2 separate regions of the Astyanax mexicanus genome follow, and region 1 is linked to region 2. A link is a contact called in public Hi-C data. All regions are on one chromosome and are shown on one strand. The core of a region is the stretch at or near the end of the contact, and the rest is flanking DNA. Distances in the headings are between cores, read along the strand shown. Region 1 holds the start of pik3r1 (phosphoinositide-3-kinase, regulatory subunit 1 (alpha)). Region 2 holds the start of cd180 (CD180 molecule).

Region 1 (2,700 bases), core at 167-2,666, 160 kb before region 2:
AAAAAGTGCATTTTTTGTATACCTTCCGCCCTCAGATTTTTTTTTCTGCCTAGCTAACATCTACATATAGTAGAGTTCTCTTGAACTCACTATTTCTATTTATTTATGCATTACGTTCTGTTCTATTTAATATACATTATATAGTTCCGCACGCTGGTGTAATCCTGATGTACAGTAATGAACTACTATCACAAGCAGTTTAATGCACATAGCTAGGAACGGCTAAGTTATATCTTGACATGTGCAAATGACAAACATTGTAACTTTAAACTTGTACACGGACTTTTTCTGATATACAATCAATCTCCTTTCCTGAATTCATTAAAAAAGCTCTGAATTTTCTCATTCAGAAACTTCCCCTACAATTAACATGTATGTATGTCTCTGAGTTGGCTACGTAGGCTGTGTAATGAGATACAGCAAATGACGCCTGAGAAATCCAGCAAGACATTTGAGAAGCCTGCACGGGCTCTGGCTAGCTTACCATGCAGGATTAAGAGTGTTCAGGATATTATAGCTCTGTACTAAGAGCGGGGGTGTATGGAAATAAGAACGTTTATAAAGCACATCGAACTTTTAAGGCAGAAAGATTACTGTGGTATAAGATAAACTCAACGCTAGAGGACATTAGTTAGTAGCCACATGCTCACCAAGTTAGGTTAGCTAGTTAGCCAGCCTCCACACAGTGCTAGTTAGCTAAGCTAAGCTAGCTAACGTAAGCTCAAAGGCTTTGTGAGAACTTTGCAGACTTAGTGCTATAAATAGACGTTAAATATAAGCAAATGTAACGCTAAAAGCTACTAAAAATGCAAAATAGTGCAAAGGAAATCGCGTTAAAATCTTTAAAACGAACTAAACCATTCCCATTCCCGCTGCTGGGCTTCTCCAATGGAACAAACTGTTCCAGATGAGCCGAACAACGAAGTTACACCGAACAAAAACCGTCAAAACAAGCGATTTATACACGTAAAAGTTGCTCACGTCGACGAATTAGTAAGATATATTTACACATAAACTAATACTAAAAACAAATATCAGTTTAAATACGTATTAAACGCATATACGAGAGCAAAAAAGTGCAATGAACCGTGATACTCACTTCGGAAACTCGCAGCGGTCCGGTCAGAGCTGGCCCTCGAAAATCCTTCCTTCCCGTAAAAACGGCAGTTAGCTAGCCTAGCTAGCCGCGTTAGCTCTCAAATATAGCTCTCCTGACGAATCCACAACCGCCGAGTCTCGACCAAATCCTCTCCAAACGGCGTTTTTCGACGAAATAACGTCCACAAGCCGAGTAAATTCCCCTCCGAACAGCGTTTTGCACTTATTTTGAAACTTAAAGAAGACGCTCGTCCGCGCTCCTACAGTGCCGACTCCGCCCGAGCGAGCGACTGTACGGACCAGACCTGTTCTCAGGCGCTCCGAAATCCAGCCACGTCCATCAAATTGCGTCATGATCCCAGCCTATCCTTGTCACGCCCTCGGACAGGCGGGCTCCGCCCACGCCGGTACGTGATTGGCCGCTGCGCGGACTGCTGCTCCGCACGCAACGCAACTGGCTCACAGGGAACGTCCCTAAGAAGTTACGTAACTTCCACATGTTAGCTGACTGGGTTTTTTACACTGTGGGCTGCAAAAGAAACTGTACCGCATGTAATTCTTTAGAAACGAAAAGATTTAAAATAGCAAATATTTTTCTCGCTGTAAACCAAATATTTGCCATGTCTCTAAGATATATATGTTTTGTTATTTCTGGACTATGGACACATATATGGAGCATGTAACTAATTGCTAACTATTTTATTATTGGTGTTATAAGTATTAATCAATATAATCGACACACAAGTGCCTGGGAGAGAAGTGCAATGGGAGACGGGTAAATGCTCACTCACAGGTTACACTCAATTTAGTCACTTAGTCTTAGTCTCCAAAAGTGCCCAAACACAACAGATTACACATTTACTCTCTAAATATCAGTACTTTCCACATTTAAACAACATTTAGACGTTTAAATGCCTGCATTTCAAAACTTATGTTCAGCAGTTTTTATGTTTTTTAGAGATGAAGGACATGGCAGAAATAATCGTTGACTAATTGACTAATCAAAAAAATAATCATCAGATTAGTCAACTACCAAAATAAGTTGAACAAAACTGCTTCTAATGATTGCAGAAAATAGGTTTATTCTTCTTCTAGTCTCTTATTATTATTAATTGTATGTTGCTTATTTTTTCTGTCTTTGCTTTGCCTATTCTGTTTGTCATAATTGATCTACTTTTTCTAGATTCTGTACCATAGTTAATTGCATGCTCAGGTTGAACAAAAGTTGAACAAAACCAATCCCAATTATCATATTCTATTCATATTATTTTCTCTGTATCCCCCTAAACTCATACATAACACCAAAACAACAAAATCTTATGAAAAGTATGTATGTATTCATTTATTGTTTTTTGTAATGTTTTAAAACAACAATAATTCACAAAGTTTGTCTACCATTTATATGTTCTGTACCATACATGTCCTCATATTGTCCATGTTGTAACTGTGTGTGCAGCATTTAAATAAAAAATAAAAATGCAATGGGCTCAGCTGATTCTAGTTGAGACTAGCAAGCAATAGGGAATGAAAAACAGTGCTAATAGCAATAGTGGAAATAGCACTGCTAACACATGTGCAGAAGAAATACTGTTTTGGATGAGG
Region 2 (2,700 bases), core at 183-2,682:
GATAAGAGAATCGCTGAGCTCTTTTAAACCATGTTTACACAATAAACCATTGTATCTAAAGATGTCCAGGCGTGCAATCCTTCATCACAGACTGCAATAGATGGATTGGATTATGCATAAATATTTATATATTTTCGTGAACAGAATGATTGATGCGCTGCATGCGGAATATAACACAATTCCATTACGTTCAGCGGTGCGACGCACTGTGAATGCATGAAGCCATTAAGTGCTATCTGCAGTCACGTTCCCTGTATTAACATTTGGATCTGAATGCGCAGTAATCTTCCGGCTGCACTGAGCGCGCTCCTGCTCGCTGTGACATCGTAATCCTGGAAGATTTCTTTCTATTTATACGTAGATTATACTGTGTGTCTTCTTTATCTCTCAATTGGATGTAAGGATTGCGTAACTTGGCCTGCATTACAGTGTGCAGCCTGAGATGGAACAGTGCCAGGACAGTGGGACTGTGCCCTCTGTTGTTCAGTGTGGGGTACAGCACCCTAGTGAAAAAAAAAAAGGAGATTATTAAGATATAGTATACTATAATCTATGTAGCGAGTTTGTATGTAAAAGAAAAAAAAACATTGAATGACAATGTGTGTCCAAACCTTTGACTGGTACTGTATTTTTATATATATATATATATATATAAAAATAAAAATAAAAACCTATAGATACTTCACTCTCAAAGTATAAAGCAGACTTTATTGCATTTACTACACTTATGGCGAGGCGTTTAATTTTACTGAGGTGGAAATCCTCATCCCCACCTTCACACTCTCAGTGGATTATGGAAATATATGGAAGTATATGTGAGAAGCTTACAATCCTTTGTTATTCCTGAGTAATCTGTTTATTATTTATTTACTATATAATTGTGTTTCTCTTTCTATTATTTTATATATGTTTCTCTTTTTTTTCTTTTTTAGGATACTATATGTCTTAGCTATCCTTTTTTGTTGTATTTTTCCCCCGATTTCTGCTTAGTTCTATTTGACTGGATTGGATTTTGCTCTGTATTATTACATGAAAAAAAAAAATAAACAAACCTGGGGAAAAAAAAATGTTACAATTTTTTACATGTTTCTTTTTATTGTTAGTTTAATGGAAATCTAAAAGTCATTAATAAAAAGCATTGATTAAAAAAGTCATGTAAATTCAAGCTGATTTGTGCTTATTAACATATGTATTGAGGTGTTTTCGGCAGTGGTTATTTGGCTGTAGATGCAGGTAAATACAGAATAAACATAGTGGCGGTAAAAAGGCGGGGCTTAAACAGTCAATGTTCATAAAGCTGTAAAATACAGAATATGTGGCTCACGATGAGACTTAGGTTAAGGATAACTTTACCAAATATTAGATTTATAAATGTGATTCTGTATAACTTCTTTACCAAATTCTTGGTAAATATGCACATTTTCATTTCCCAGGCAACCCCCAGTTTACAGAAAATCACAGAAATGCTGCTGATATTCACTTCTGTAAGTGTACACATGCACATTTCAAACCACAGCTTTACTTCTTCTTACTCCAAAAGCAGAATCAAAATCATGTGGGGGGAAAACACAGAAGCTGTTTTATTGTTTAAACAAACTGATTGTATGGAGAACAATTGCGCAGACTGGTTCTTTTTCAGTTCTGCAAAATTTCCATATAACTGCGCAAAATCATAAAAACAAACACACACCACTGTTCAGATCTTTCTGCTGGAAACACCATGGGAAGCCCCTGCTCTTACTGCACTGTGATTCTGTTCTCCTGCATAGCTGCCTCTACTCAGACTACTCCCTGGATCACTAAACAATGCATACAGGTAGGTGTATATATATATACAGCTCTGGAAAAACAAAATAAGAGAGCACTTAAAAATGATGAGTTTCTTTGATTTTACCAAATCACATTTGATTTTTACCAGATCACAAGCAATCAAACCAAGCTAAACTGCTGGAGTTTTAGCACCAGATATGGCATAAAATTATCCAAAAGCAGTGTGTAAGACTGGTGAAGGAGAACATATTAAGATGCATGAAAACTGTGATTAAAAACCAGGGTTTTCCACCAAATATTAATTTCTGAACACTTAAAACTATGAATATGAACTTATATATATATATATATATATATATATATATATATATATATATATATATATATATATATGTATATATATATATATATAGTTTTAATTTGGTAAAATCAAAGAAACTCATAATTTTTAAGTGGTCTCTTATATTTATTTATTTAGCAGAATCGATTAAAGTTCTACCACAACACTAGATGATAATATATGCATTGGTATGATTTTTTTTTAGCTATATAGTAAGCTGATCATTTTTAATCTGGAACACAGATCTTGGTAACGTGAACTGAACACAACAGGGATGTTAAACAAGAGTTCTGAGCTTCCTCACCAATAAAAATACAATATAAAATGATTAATTGTGTGTATTTGTGTTTTGTTCTTGTTGTTAGATTGCTGACGGTTATGACTGCGGGGGTCTGGCTCTACAGTCTGTGCCGGATGAGATCTCAGAGTCTTCCAGAACTCTAGACTTCAGCTTCAACTACCTGCCAGCACTATACAACACCACCTTCCAGAGACTGAAGAACCTCGTTTTACTGGATCTGACCAGGTAAGAGATCACACGTCCATGAAAGGATTTCTGTTAGATTTTAGGCACTTGCTGTGAGAATCTG

The links. A called contact is a pair of places that touch in the nucleus more often than the background predicts.
Region 1: a contact with region 2 is called in a Hi-C map of muscle, with 5 times the contacts expected there. The contact joins the promoter of pik3r1 here to the promoter of cd180 in region 2. A contact is called at or near these places in 2 of 3 Hi-C or Micro-C datasets (both in muscle).

The regions. Positions count from the first base shown.
Region 1 is chr1:19,495,718-19,498,417 of AstMex3_surface, reverse strand. It overlaps pik3r1 (phosphoinositide-3-kinase, regulatory subunit 1 (alpha)), which reads right to left and starts at 1,416. Exons shown (of 15, transcript XM_049474360.1): 1 at 1,100-1,416.
Region 2 is chr1:19,330,915-19,333,614 of AstMex3_surface, reverse strand. It overlaps cd180 (CD180 molecule), which reads left to right and starts at 1,432. Exons shown (of 3, transcript XM_049474357.1): 1 at 1,432-1,816; 2 at 2,476-2,636. The coding sequence starts at 1,721.